2 separate regions of the Mus musculus genome follow, and region 2 is linked to region 1. Evidence: chromatin contacts called from public HiChIP or PLAC-seq data. All regions are on one chromosome and are shown on one strand. Each heading gives the region's core, a stretch centred on a gene start, on an enhancer-like site or on the middle of the called end of the contact. The rest is flanking DNA. Distances are from core to core; before and after follow the strand shown.

What was found. HiChIP or PLAC-seq counts read pairs in DNA pulled down with a chosen protein or histone mark.
Region 2: a KLF4 HiChIP or PLAC-seq map of embryonic fibroblasts shows a contact between it and region 1, with 10 read pairs. The contact joins the enhancer-like site here to the promoter of Zfp827 in region 1. A contact is called at or near these places in 9 of 484 Hi-C or Micro-C datasets (the C2C12 cell line, cerebral cortex, embryonic fibroblasts and 3 more), 6 of 115 datasets of contacts at active chromatin or transcription factors (CD8 T cells, embryonic fibroblasts, embryonic stem cells and 2 more) and 3 of 9 other capture datasets (adipose tissue, liver and pancreatic islet).

The regions. Positions count from the first base shown.
Region 1 is chr8:79,025,034-79,032,673 of GRCm38.p6, reverse strand. It overlaps Zfp827 (zinc finger protein 827), which reads right to left and starts at 4,237. Exons shown (of 15, transcript NM_178267.3): 1 at 3,945-4,237. The coding sequence starts at 3,987.
Region 2 is chr8:79,099,955-79,107,594 of GRCm38.p6, reverse strand. All of the region lies in intron 5 of Zfp827 (zinc finger protein 827), which reads right to left. Among named protein-coding and RNA genes, the nearest start is that of Zfp827, 75 kb to the right of the region's middle. Within about 2 kb of position 3,229, at least 56 of the 459 cell types and tissues checked have an H3K27ac peak or open chromatin away from gene starts, as enhancers often do. A contact at or near this core is called in adipose tissue, embryonic fibroblasts, heart atrium and 2 more, where this site is marked.

The DNA.
Region 1 (7,640 bases), core at 2,988-5,487:
ACATACTCCCTCCCCCACTTACTTTTGAGGCCCAGAAGAAAATGACTGTAGAATTTTAAATCAGAAACCCAAAGCTAAGGTTAGTAGTGTCAGGTTAAAGGCTCGCCCATCTCCAAAGCTAATTCGGTTCTGAACAGTCCCAGGGGTGTCTAGCAGAACAGAAGGAGCTAGGAAACCCTAGCAGGCAGGAGCCCAGCCTGGGGAATTGCTAGTACTCTGTGCCAGGAGCCAAGGCTCACCCCAGACTTGGTATCAGATAATACCAAGTGCTCGCCTGGATTTCCAGGACTAATCCACTCTAGGGTGGACTATCCAGGTTCCCTGGTGTCTGTACTGTAGGAAGACAGTGGGCTTTGCAGGCCCAGAATGTTCCTAGATAGTATTGTTTAATGTGAGAAGTAGACTCCACTCACAGAAAACATCTGTATGTGGTAACAGTGTGTGCTCTGAAATTCTTTAGCCCCATTGCTGGGAGTGCAAGGGCCAAGATTGCTGGCAGAAATGGAAAGGATTTCAACTGTTCTACAAATTCAAACAGTAAGTTTGTGTGTGTGTGTGTGTGTGTGTGTGTGTGTGTGCGTGCATGCACACTGCACTTCCTAATATTTACAGGTTCTATCAACTCTTAAATCAACACATCAATAGTGGCTTTAATAACTTTTTCATTTACTCAGAAAGGTCCTTTTGCCTTAAAAGCAATTTAAATTTCCCCAGTTTATTCACTAAACCACCTCTTTGCCTCACCTACAAAACAGACCGAGGGTTGGGGGGCAATTTTTAGGTTTGTCTCTGTATAACTTCTTTAAACTCCAAGATGGCTTCTAACAGGCACCTTTAATCCCAAGCCTCAACTGTGTTTTAACCTTGATACAGCATAGTTCTCCCAGGGAGGGAGCCCTTTTCCCAAACACAAAATAGTTCAGTATTGAAAACTAGGCCGTAGGTCTACAACTATACTCTGTATTAAATGGAAATGAACATTCATTTTTACCCAAATCGATATGCCTCATGTCTGTATATCATTCTCAAGTTTCTAGGATCATCACTGGGCTCTTAGCTGGCCCTGGGTTACTATGACTGACTTGGAAAATACACTATTTGCCCAGAAATTGCTCTTAGTCAAAATGTAAATTGCTTATAAAACATGTGTAAACCCCGCTTAGAAAAGGCAGCACACATGCACACATAAAAATTCATTCAATACAAAAAGAGGTGGAAACGCTTTACAAATTAAGGCTTCCCTTAAAAAGAAGGGGGGGGGAGGCTGGACCGTTTACTGTGCTTCCAAAAGTAAATTGCTTCTTACTTAGGGTAAAGTGGCTTAATATGACTGCAAGGGGAGGTGATTTTTTTTTTTTTTTTTGGAGTAGATAGCAGTATTCAATCTGAGAACCAGGAGAGAGCTCACTCTCAAAAAGAAAAAGAAAAAAAAAGAAAAGAAAAACTTCATCAACAGGCAGCAATCCGCGGGAGAGGCCCACCAGACACCGGAGCTAAAATGGAGCCTGAATTTCCTCTCAGACAGAGGGTAGTCGCAGGAGGTCAGGGTCAAGGTCACCGGCAGGGCAGGCTGCAGCTGCCCGACTGCACTGCACACCACGGGAGGGGCGGCGTTCCAGCCGTCTCAGCCGAAACTGATAAATCCCTTCTCTTCTCCCACCCTCCCTCTAACCCCGCCAACATTTTTTTTTAAGCAGGGGGAGAAGAGAAGAAAGGGAAATGACCAAGTAACCTCACCGCCCTGGTTTTCGCATACAAGCTCATCAGCTCCCAAAGTTGCCATCTAAGGGCAAGTTCGCAGAGAACACTGAAGCCCATTTTGTGCGAGCAGGGCAAGCCTCCCGCGGTGGCGCCCGCCCGGGACAGCAGCCCCCCCCCCCCCCCCCGCCTCGCTGCCCACGCGCGTCCGAGCAAGAGGGAAGCCCGGCCCGGCCATGTGCACGCACACTTCCACCAACTGCTGCGAGTTTTCTGTGAATCGCAGCGCGGAGCCTCCCGCCTCGCCCGCCCCGACTGCGCCTCCTTCTCCTCCTCGCACAAAATTTTCCTACACTCGCAGCCGCCTGCGAGTGATTTTATGTGCATATATATTACATATGTGATATTATCCTCAGAACCTCTAGCGGGCAGGCGAAGAAAGGACTGCACGGGGGCATTTTTTTTTTTCCTCCCTAAAGGAAGGGGAAAAAAAGCATAACCCTAGCCCTGTGCGTCGACTCCTTGCATACCGGGAAGGGGGAAGAAAAGAGGAATGTTTGCGGAGCAGACTGCCCGCGCGTGCCCTTGCTCGCCACTCCGGGTGCCACCGCGCCCGCCCGGGCCACAGCAGCCCTGCGGACCCCTCGCGTGGGCACCGCCGCGGAGATTTCGCGAAGGAGAGATCGATCGCGCTCGCCCGTCTGCGGCGGAAACACACACGCTCACACATAACCCGAGACACCATAACCTTAACCCTTCCCCCACCCTCCGTGAACTTCAGGTGACCGACCACGTCGGCCTGACACCCGCGCGGGCAGGCGCTCCGGCTCCGCTCCCGCCCCCAGCCCGGGTTTTGCAGGATCGGGCTCCGAGCAGCGCCAAGCCGCCCCGGAGAGGGGAGCTGAGCAGGGGGGGGGCGGGAGGGGGGAAGAGGAGAAACTGACCCTCCGTCTCCCCCGACCCCTCCCTCCGGCGCCTCCCGCGTCCCCTCCTCCCGCCACCCCGCCCCACGCCTTCTCCCCTGCCCCCTCTCCCCTGCATTCAAGGAGCCCGGCGGCCCCGGGGGGGATATTTTTAGTTGCTTCTTTCTCCTTCACTTTTAGCTTCAGCAGCATCTCGGAACACTCCGAGCGGAGAGCTTGTGGGGGGACGAGGGGGGAGCCCGAGAGGGAGTGGGGGAAAAGTTAAGAGTCTCGCAAAGAAAAGCGGGAGGGCGGCGCGGAGGGACCCGAGGCGCGGGTGGAGGAGGGGACGGGGACCCGGCCGCGCAGCCCGGCGCGAGTCTCCAGTTGGCGTGTGTGGCTAGGGCCAGGAGGGCTGGGATGCACTTTAGTCACGGACTCTGCTCGGGCTGGCGGGGCAGGGGGGTCTGCGAGCCCGCGTCGCCCCGGCTCTGTCTGCTCCGCCTGACCCCGCATTTTATTGCGGCCGGGAGCCCTGCTCCGCCCTCCCCTCGGCTCTGCAGGGACCTCGCGCGCCGCGCGCCGCCCTGGCTGCCTCGCCTCAGCCTCGGCGCGGCTCCCGCACCCCACATCCGCTCGGCTGCCCGGCCTCGCCCCCCGATCGGCCACCCGCGCCCCCCGGCGCCCCCACACCCTCCTCGACCGCCCCTGCCTTCCCCTCCGCCACCGCCTCCACCTCCGCCTCCAGCTCCAGCTGCCCGCGGCTCCGGGGCCGACCCACCCCGGCGCAACCTTTAGCCGGAGACCGACCTCTCCGGTCCCCAGCCCGGCGGGCGGCCGCGCGCCCTCGCCCCGACACCCCCAATCGCCATGTCACGGCCTCGGCCCTGCGCGCGCCCCAACCCCGCACCCTTGTGCACCGGGATCCACACGGAATTTCTTTTTTTTTTCCAAGATTGCAACCTCTCCCACCTCCCCCCACCCGCGACAAAAACCCGGCATCCACACTACTCCCCTCCTCCCTCCTCTCGCCCCCTCCCCCGCAAACCGGAGTGAGGAGGGGGAGGGAAAGGGGGGAAAAGCCCGATCCCAAGGAAAAAAAAGAGGGGGTCGAGAGAAAGAAAGAAAAAGAGAGAGAGAATAGAAAGGGCACGGGGCTGATCATCACCAACATGGCTGCCTCGGCATAGACCTAAACGAGGAGTAACCCGGGCTGTGTCTTTGTCAGTTTCACCTCTGTAACCCTAAACTAATGCAGAAAACAACGGCGGAGGCTGCGGAGGGGAAAGAGGAGAGGGAGGGCGAGAAAATGGCACGAGAGGAGGTGGAGAAGGGATGACTTACGTGAGGGAAGGCGCTTGGGCTGCTCCTGCTTCCTCCTGGGCATTTTCCCCCTTTTCTCACATTCTCCTCCTTGGTTAATGTGAGATCAAATAAACCCCCGTGGGGGCAGACAGGCAGACACTGGCAGGAGCGGGGAGGTAGTTGGGGGGCGGGCAGGGGGAAACCCCTTCTCTCCGGTGTGTGCAATGGGTTGAAGCTTGTTTCCTGGAGCCAGAAGAGGGGTTTTCTTCTTTCCTTTCTTTCTTTCTTTCTTTCTTTTTTTTTCCTTTTTTTTTTTTTTTTTTAATTTTTTGGTCGTGCACCTGGCTTGTCCCCGAGCGTAATATTCTTCAATGGAAACGGATCTAATAGGTGTGAGTGTGTGTGTGTCCTGTGCTCGCGTGTGATGGGAGGTATAAATAAATGAGCGCCGGTGCGGCGGTGTCTATGGCCGCGCGCTGTGTCTCCGAGCCCCTAACACTAATGTCGGGATCAAAGGGCAGCGGCGGCGGCAGCACAGCTCGCAGCTCGCTCTCTCGCTCTCCTCTCGCGCTCTCTCTCTGTCACACACACACACTCACACACACACACAGAGGCACAGACTGAGGGAAAGAGCGAGAGCTAGACACACGCGCGCGCGCATACACACACACACACACACACACACACACACACATACACACACTCAGCAAAGAGGAAGGTGCCCTAAGGCTCTCAGGGCGGACTCAGCCTAGCATTTACAACTGCTCTGTCTGGAAAGCATGGGGGGCGCGCGTGCGGGGGTGGGATGGACTTCTTCGAATTTATCCCGCTAGTCGCCCAATCAAGGGGGGTGGTGGAAAAGTGCCCCCCCCCGCTCTTGAAACATTATTTTACAGATTTTTTTTTAAGGAAATAGGTTGCACTAACCACTTTCTTTTGTGTATTAAACTACGTTTGGTTCTGTATAAAATTCCCCAGGCTTTTGTAACTGAAAGACTGACTCTCTCACCCCATCACCTTGAGTCTGGACGTTACAGACTCTCACATACTCCCTTAAAACAGCCTAATGGAAATAAATCTTTTTTAAAAAAAAAAAAAATGAAAAGATAGCATAGGGTGGGATCAGTGGATGGGTGGCATGGATACCCAATTTTAGAGGGTCCGGTGGAGTTAACACTTGAAAATTCAGCCAAAACTAAAATTACAGGTTCTTGATAAAGAGGGAAAATAAGATTAGGTCACCCCCCGCCCCCCAGGGTTGACTCAACTGCCACGGGTCTATTCCTACAGTGCACACAGTGATCTTGACTTCTGTGATTCACTCCCTGCCTCCCCCCCCACCTCCCCAGAACACAGGTAACTGAGCCTTACCCTGAAGCAATTCTAGTGTGTAGTTTGAGCTCATACAGCAGTCTTCATTAAGCCATATACTTTCATTACTTTAGAAATCACACATCTTGCTTCAAAGAGACACATAAAGAGGGAAAACAGAAAAGGATGCGTCGCCTCACAAAAGGTACTCAGTGAAGGGAACGGGTCTCTCTCTCTCTCTCTGACTGTAAGCCATGTGGATACAAGTTCACTGGGAGGTTGTTAATGATTTAAAACTCCAAAATCTGCTACTATAATTGAAGTAAAAAAAAAAAAAAATTTGGTCTGAAGAAGAGCTGTTTCATAAAACTCTTTGTAAGGGGAAACTTTGAACTTGGTGGAATACATTATATGTCATGAGTCAGAGCTAAAAAATAAAAAGGTGCATTATTTAAACATCTTCCCTTTTGAGGTTTAAAAAATCGACTCATCATCTTATTATGTTAAATATTTTCCTACCAATTTTTTAATAGATGTTTTCATCAGAAGGTGGAGCATAGTGAAGACACAAAAGTTTAAAATGGCATTCCATCAGGTGACATGAGTGACTAATGAGACTTAGAAGTCTCCAGTGGTGTTAAAGAGAGCCACTGGGGTTAGGTTTGGTTACATTTCCTTTAAATGACAATAGCTTTATACTGTTTTCACTAGGAAACTGTAAAGGAGACTGTGTCTCCCAAAAGATGGCTTTCATTAATAGTGAATTCTCAAGATGAACCCCTTCTTGCTGATACCTACCAACATACTTGGCACTCCAAGGTTGCAATGCTATTTGAAGCAGGTTTAAATGCCTTCTGAAACAGTGCAATATCCAAACTGGAACATCAACCTTAAACCAATTCCAAAATACAAAAAAAAAATTGTTTTTAAATGATAGTTAAAATCAGGCATGGTGACCAGTGCCTTTGATCCCAGCACTGGTGAGGCAGAGGCAGGCAGGTCCCCATTGGAGGCCAGCCTGGTCTACAAAGCAAGCTCCAAACTAGCCAGGGCTACGAGTGAGACTCCTTCTCAAAATAAGAAAAACTAGCAAACAAAAAGAGGCAGTTAAATTGTCCCTGTGTAATGATCTGAGATAGATTGTTCACTCCGATCAAGACCAGTCTGCCGTGCCTTGGACTGTGTGTGCATGAGGTTTGAAGCACGTCTGTTCCAGGCAGACTGCTGTGGGCTTGTCGTGCCTAAGGAGAGATAAACACATTGATCATGAGACCGACCACAGCTTTCTCAGAACTTTTACCTAGGACATCAGGATCACAACTCCAAATGGACACAGCACCACCTTTTCCTGAAACTGCAGTGACCGTTCACAGTACTTAGTACACTGTAATTGAAAACACACTTTTGGCCCTTCCTCCAGCTGAGTACATTTCCTGCGACCTTTTAAAGGCATGCTGGCAAAAGCTGTCGACTTTTAATTATATAGGTGTTCCATCAACAGCCAAAAGCATTTTAAATGGAATTTATTCATACCTCCACCTTTTCCAAAAATTATTTGAAGTAATACATAACAATGGGAAATAGAAATAAACAGAGCCTCTTCTGTTTAAATCCCATGTTGGTGTCTGAACAGTAGACAAACCGCTTCAAGGTCATTTGTAGCCACCCCTAATTGCTGGAATGTTAGCGCAATCTAAATGTTAGGAAGATAAGGCCTGGAGATCATCACAACAAAACTCAAAATCAAAATTCGATAGTATGTTTGGGTACATATAGCCAGGAACAATCAGTTTGGATTCTTAAACTCAAATGTTGTATTTGATTCACTGGTCTTTTCATACTACATATTTCTTAAAAAGCATAGTACCCTTCCCACCCCATCTCTATCATTTGTCAAATGTGAATCCTAAAGGCATGCATTCTGAGATGTTTCATAAGTGCTGGCTCACAGGTGTAAATGCCATCTAAGGCCAAGACTTGCTAAAGGTGGGTAGTCAGTGAGATCACAACTCGTAGAATAGCATAGAGGCTGCAGAGGGTCTCCAGGGTCAGAAGCATTCTTACAATGAAAGTGACTCAGCAGATACAGTCACCTGCTGACATGCCTGATGGCCCAAGTCCTGTCTCTGACACCGGCTTGGTGGAACGAAGGAACCAGCTTTCAGCAACGTGTTCTCTGACCTGCACAGGTGTATCGTAGCATGTGCAACATCTCTCCCAGTAAAATGGATGAATTACTGTTTTTCAAACTTTGATAATAATATTTCGATGCCCCTTGCCCTTTTCTCCCATGTTGGCATTTGTGGTGCTGATGCTAAGGTGGTGATGGGTAAGATGACGGTGATGGCAGAGATCAGGCAGGGTACCACACTTAGGATTACTCATCCTATCCGTCATCACATGCACTCAGAGAAAGCACAAAGG
Region 2 (7,640 bases), core at 1,980-4,479, 76 kb before region 1:
TCAAGGATTAAAATCCTTCAGTTACTGGGAACTCCGGGAGTGAGCTCTGTCAACCCAGGGGGGAGGTGGAATAACCTGGTCACCATCTACTGAACTCTGAGCATCCCAATAGTAACACAAAGCCTTCTACAGTCAGTCACCTTGTTTTCATCTCATTTAGTAATTTCCCTAGAAATCAGCTGAAGAGGTGCATGTGTACGGTACATGTGCTGCCTGGCAACACTCCAAATGATCTCATTTAAAAAATATTAAACTACTTTTCATCAATGTCCAAAACGTACTTTTTCTTGCCTCACATTACAGCAGGGGTGTATGTGTGTCACCGGATGTACCCAACCTCACCTTAAAGCTATTAAAAACCGTTATCCTTTGGCATTTAATAAATCCGAGCAGTGTCCACCTCTTCTCTTGGGATTAATAGGGCTTTGTGTATCCAGGATGTTTGAGTGATTGTATGTGTATGCCTGTGTTCACCTGTGAATGCAGATTTTAAACATGATTCCTGAAGATTCTAAAGAATTCTAGCTGCAATTAAAAAAAAATTACTGGAAAACAAGGGCCACCTCTGTGATGACCAGCACAAATGACCATGATGACAGAACTTCTTATCCACAGAGATAAAGGATTGGGTGGAGTTTTATTTCAATAAGTAGGCTTCATCAAATTCCTTCTATTTGTGTGTGCACATGGACATGTGTGTGGAGGAATGAACATGCTCACGTGTGCACTTGGGGGTGGAGACCAGAGGCCAATCACAGCTCTTGTTCCTGAGGTGACGCCCACATTTTTTTAAACGAAGAGAAAAGAAAGAGTCCCTAAGCCACCTTTGGGAGCTTTGGCTGGGAAGCTGCTGAGCTAACCCCAGGGATTTGCTAGTTTCGGCCTCCCCGCCCGGGTTAGAATTACAAGTGTGTGTCACCACATGCAGAGGTTGCTGTTTCGAGATACAGTCTTGCTAAGTAACCCTGGTTGGCTTAGAATTTGCTATGGAGGCCAGGCTGGCCTTTGTCCTCACACAGATCTACCTGTCTCTGGGAGCTGATAAAAGTGACACCACCAGATTCTGCCATATTAAGTTTTTCTTAAGCATGGGGATCGAACTCAGGTCCCTATGACTGACAGGCAAGCATTTCCGGCCCACAAAGCTTACTTTTTCTTGGAAGTTTTCAGCAAAATTTAGCATGTTTAAATCAGCTTAAAATTCTTTTCTTAGATGATGTTAAAAACTTCCAATTCATAGTGGAATAATTACATACACTAACACATAATAATATTCAAATACTGTTAATATAAATAATAATGTAGTCTGATGTGTGCACCACCCCCCACCCCACTTTCTGAGAGGCCTCAGTGCACCAACAGAATTGGTCAGCTGAGTGAACTGATACCAGGATCCTAGAGACTAGAATAAAGCAGAGACAGGGGACCGGGGATAAAGGGAGTGGGAAAGGGGTGTTAGCAGATGGGGGGTGGAGGGGGGATGGGGCAGACAAACAGCAGATGCGACAGAACAAGAATGATAGTGGAATAGCCCTGCTCACTTTGTGCCTGTAGTGTTAAGATCTAGATTTGGAAATTTGAAGAGAACCAATAAATAGCTGGTTGAGTGACTGACTGACTGACTGACTGACTGAATGAATGAATGAATGAATGTCATAAACTTTCTCTTATCCACACTTTTGCTTTCCAGGTTTCACTTTCCAAGGTTTAAGTTACTTGTGGTCCACATGGAGACTTATGACAATGCACATGGTATTTTGAGAGTAGTAGAAACTCTTGAGGGAGAGAGACACGAGAGACGGAGGGGACAGAGCCCATCACATAGCCTTCATAACAGCATGGTGCTTTGATTGTTCCATTGTATCATTAGTTATTGTCTTTAATCTCCCTCTGAGCCCAATTTGTAATTTTAAATTGATCGTAGATACGTACACATTGTAACAGACAATAGAGTTTTGCTATTATCTGTGGCTTCACTGGGAGTCCACTGGGGTCCTGAGACACAGCAGGCCCGGAAGATAAAGAGGCCCTACCATAAAAGAAGATCCATAAAAAGAAGTGGGAAAACAATGATAAGCAAGCTGAGGAGCTTAAAGAGTGGGGTTCCCCGAACCCCAAGAAACCTTCTCCTACTCTGCCAAAGTCTAACAGCACCAGTCGGGCTCCAGATGGGCCCGGGGCTCACGTCCCTGTGCGGTTTGGAGCTGTGGAATGTATGGATAAGCCTCGTAATGAATCCTGGCTCAATTTCAACAATCCCTCCAAATGTTTTTTAAATCAAACCTTACAAGTGATTCATTTTCATTTCCTTTTTCTCTGGTTCCCGTGTCCTCTCTTGTGTTTTCCCTGGTGCTGGGGCTGAAGGGTGGGAACGGCTATCCAGATTCGGGAGGGGGCCATCTAGGCCTAAAATCAAACACCGCGGCCACTTACACAGAATCAACACCACATCTGGGAATGCCCAGAAAACACAAAGTCAGGCAGGAAGAGCTTTCTGGAAGGAGCAACACTTTTAGGAAACAAGAATCAGCACCCTGCAAACAGGGCAAGCCCTGAATCCAGCAGAGAACTGTTCAAGGCTCTGTGTGCCCAGTACAAGGATGCAGAGGAGTGTGTGCCGATTATTAACAGACCCCCTCCTTGCAGGCAAAGTGGAGGTTCCTGCACAGGTTTGAATGTGCACACCAAACCGCGGTGACTTCACTGCCAGCAGTGGTCCGACTTCTCTCTCCACCCTCAGTCCTTGGGCTGCACGCTGGTCCTCTGCCCTTCTGACTACAGGACTATTAGTCACCTTTAGCCTCCTCCACGTGGCTCACAGGAAGCCTCTCTAAGGCTTTCCCACTGATGCCCTGTCTCCCAAAAGCAAAAGAGTTTCTGGAAGCCAAACCAAGGGCGTGTTATACGTTTGGGCCAAGGGTTAGTTTACGGGAATCTGAGAGCACTGGTTGAAAGAAAGGAAATGGATTCCTAACTCAGGCTTTAACCGCTGGCCCTCACTATAACCTGACTTCGAACCTGAAATAAATTGTGCCAGGTAGAGCATGTATCCTGTGGCCTTCCTCACTTCTCCAGCTGTGGAGATCGGCTGCACATGCACAGGGCAAGCCACAGAAAACCAGGAAATGTGAGGATTCCAGCTGTTAGAAACAAGGAAGTAAATCAACCCACGGCCCGAGCTCTGGACAATTTGTGTGGGGAAAACATACACAGGGGTGGGGCTAATAAGAGAATCATTACGAAGGAAGACAAAGGTCTCTTCAGACAGAACACCAGAGTCCCTGCACTTTGACCAGGAGAAAACACCACTGTTAAATCATTTGTTGTCATAAAGAATAACAAAAGCCACAGCAAGAATCGTCTCTTCATGAAGGTTTTCCCATCTTAGGTTATATGGATGCATCCCTCCCCAGTGGAAATGGCTCTCCTGGTCGCTGCCTGTACTAGCTTCTGGAGTGAGCATGCGCAAAGAAGACCCTGCATAGACTCCAGGAGGACCCCTGCTGGGGGTGACTTGGCTGCCTGACAGAGGGCAGGCTCCTTAGCAATGAGAATTCCCCTCTCCAGGTAGGTCTGTGATACCAACGCTACCCAGATGAGCATGGGATCCACAGGGTTTAATTGCACATGCGAATCTTAGCCTTCTCTGACATGAATAAGCTAAAGGGGAAAGGTTAACACGCTGGTGAGAAGAAAAACTGCTGCAGAATGAGAATGGTCTCGTTTCATTGAAAAGATAAGGAGTCTGTTCTCCCTCCCCAACGATCTCTGTAGTAACAGGCAGAAGGAAGGCTGGGGTAGGGTAGGACTGGGCCCAGGTCCCACCGGTGCCTCGAAGGATGTCTTCTGAGAAAGAACCCCTGTAGTGTATTCAGGTATGACAATGCATCTAACACCACAATCGGAGACCTCAGATAACTTAGCTCTGCTGTCACCGTAAGATAGTGTTTGCCTATGGCTTGTGTGTAAACTATTGATGACACAGTTCGTTGGCCATTAAGATGACGTCTGTAGTCAAATACCACAGGAACATAAAGAAAACAGCATGCGAGTGGGCACACGTCATAAATATTTTGCTCACTATCCCATAAGAACATATGCAGCCTCCACCCAACCACTCATCAAGCCCTACCTCTACTGTGAAACTCTATCCCATCTTTCAGGATCCAGACTGAAGTCTGACCCCGTTCAGAGACAGCCAAACAGGAAAGGCATCCAGCCTGAAGACATAGCCTATGAAATTCCTTGTAAAGGGCTCGCCTGGCTTCTGGGAATGCCAGCCAATACAAATTTCCGTGGCTTTATTAACATATGCAGCTACGCAAGAGGGAAATGATAATAAAACAAGAGCCCTTTTGAGTCTGGACTTTCTGAATCCAGGCTTCAGTGTGGGAGGCAGGAGGAAGCTGGTTAAGAAAGCATAAAGGGTGGCCAGAGGGACGAAGGCTAAAGGGGGGAAATGGAGGAGCAGGGGTACAGGCGCTGAGGGTTGCATTTGTAAAGCTCCCTTATCAGGGTGGGATGCAACAGGCAGCAACCACCATTCAGGTGCAGGCGTCTGTCTAAGGATTAGTGAGGAGTATGCAGGATTATAAAATAACAGAAGGGCTCTTCTGGCCCTGGCTAGAGACTGAATGAAATTGACTGTATAAGTAGGGTGCGCCCTCTCTCCTTTTAGCGGAGAGGAGCCATGCTTCCAGGGCTGTAGACAGTGGCTACTCACTCAGTCCTACTTAAATGGACAGAAGAATGACAGCACTGTGTGTCCACTGAGCTCGACAAGACTGCTAGCCCTCCAAGAGACCACATCTTTGCATAGGAACACACTGGTTTTGTCCTGTTAAAGTGACTTGTTGCTTGTTTATATAAAATATAAATATACCTTCCAGTTTCTGTCTGTGCCCAGGGCTGATCCTATGCCACAGATCTCCATTCCCAAATACTGCCAGGAGAGAGCTGGACTCCCAGGAGTGCTGACATACCTGTAAGCTCAGGTAAGACCACCACTTCTGCTCAAATTCCAGGACCAAGAAGCACCCGTCCAGAGACATCAGGACACAGGAACCAAGGAAGAGCTGGGGACAGGATCCTTCTGGTTTCTGTCTGCACACCCAAACTGACCCTGTGCCACAGCTCTCCATACCCAAATTTGTCCCAGAGAGAGCTGGTATCTCAGGAGTTCTGACACACAGGCTTTCAGAAGGGACAAGCCACAGTCAGAGACTGCAAGACCAGCTAACACCAGAGAGAACCAGATGGGGAGAGGCAAGGGCAAGAACATAAGCAATAGAAACCAAGGCTACTTGGTATCATCAGAACCAAGTGCTCCCACCACAGCAAGCCCTGGATACCCCAACACACCAGAAAAGCAAGACTGATTTAAAATCATATCTCATGATGATGATAGAGGACTTTAAGAAGGACATAATAACTCCCTTAAAAAATACAGCAGAACACAGGTTAACAGGTAGAAACCCTTAAAGAGGAAACATAAAAATGCCTTAAAGAATTACAGGAAAACAAAATTAAACAGGTGAAGGAATCTAAAAATGGAAATAAAAACAATAAATAATTTACAAAGGGAGACAACCCTGGAAATAGAAATGTAAGAGATAGAAGAGAGAATCTCAGGTGTAGAAGATACCATAGAAAACATTGACACAACAGTCAAAGAAAATGCAAAATGCAAAAAGCTCCTAACCCAAAACATCCAGAAATCCAGGACAAAATGAGAAGACCAAACCTAAGGATAATAGGTATAGAAGAGAGCATAGATTCCCAATGTATAAGGCCAGTAGATATCTTCAACAAAATTAGAGAAGAAAACTTCCCAACCTAAAGAAAGACATGCCCATAAACATACAAGAGGCCTACAGAACTCCAAATAGATTGGACCAGAAAAGAAATTCCTCCTGTCACATAATAGTCAAACCACCAAATGCACTAAAGAAAGAAAGAATATTAAAAGCAGTAAAAGAAAAAGGTCAAGTAACATATAAAGGAAGACCTATCAGAATTACACCAAACTTCTCACCAGAGACTATGAAAGCTAGAAGATCCTGGGTAGACGTCATACAGACCCTAAGAGAACACAAACGCCAGCCCAGGCTACTATACCCAGCAAACCTCTCAATTACCATAAATGCAGAAACCAAGCTATTCCATGACAAAACCAAAGTACACAGTATCTTTCAACAAATCCTGCCCTATAAAGGATAATAGATGGAAAATTCCAACACAAAACTACACCCTAGAAAAAGCAAGAAAGTAATTTTCTTTCAATAAACCCAAAAGAAGATAGCCACACAAACATAATTCCACCTCTAACAATAAAAATAACAGGATGCAACAATCACTATACCTTAATATTTCTTAACAACAATGTACTCAATTCCCCAATAAAAAGACATAGACTAAAAGAATAGATACATAAACAGAACCTAGCATTTTGCTACATACAGGAAATGCACCTCAATGTCAAAGACAAACACTACCTCAGAGAAGTGGATATTAGCCCAAAAGTTCGAATAACCAAGATACAATTCACAGACCACAGGAAGCTCAAGAAGAAGGACAACCAAAGTGTAGATGCTTCAGTGCTTCTTAGAAGGGGGAACAAAATGCTCACAGGAGGAAATATGGAGACAAGTAAGGAACAGAGACTGAAGGAAAGGCCATCCAAAGACTTTCCCACCTGGGGATCCATCCCATATATAGTTGCCAAACCTGGATGCTATTGCGGATGCTGGGAAGTGCTTGTTGACAGAAGCCTGATATGTGTGTCTCCTGATCGTCTCTGCCAGAACCTGACAAATACAGAGGCAGACGCTCGCAGCCAACCATTGGAATGAGTGTGGGGTTCCCGATGAAGGAGTTGGAGAAGGGACTGAAGGAGCTGAAGGGATTTGCAGCCCCATGGGGGAAGCAACAGTGTCAACAGGCCAGACCCCTCGGAGCTCCTGGGGACTGGACCACCAACCAAAGAGTACACATGGCGGGACCCATGGCTCTGGACACATATGTGGCAGAGGATGGCCTTGTTGGACATCAATGGGAGGAACGGCTCTTGGGCCTGATGGAGTTCGATGCCCAGTGTAGGGGAATGCTAGGGCGGTAAGGTGGGAGTGAATGGGTGTGTGGGTGGGGGAGCACCCTCATAGAGGCAGGTGGAGCGGGGAGGGGATGGGGGTTTCCAGAGGGGAGACCTGGAAAGGGGATAACATTTGAAATGTAAATAAAGAAAATATCCAATAAAAGAAAAAATATGTAAATGTGATATTTCATGTAGCTCCTTTTTTACTATTAAAAGTATAATTTCTTATTTAGATTAGTCACCAATTATGGACTATATGAATACATCTACGTCTACATACACACATACATATACACATAAGTACACACAAACATATACACATACATACACACATACACACACATACACATACATACATACATACATACACACATACATACAGAGGTGGGGTCAGGAAGTGGGCATGGCCCTGAGGCGACTTGATGTGCTAAGGTGGAACGGTACCCGTGGGGGGCTTCCCTTTCTCTGAAGGCAAGGGGAGGGGATAATCGGTGAAGAGAGCTTGTGAGGATCGAAGTGGGAAAAGAGGGAGGGGCTGCAATTGAGG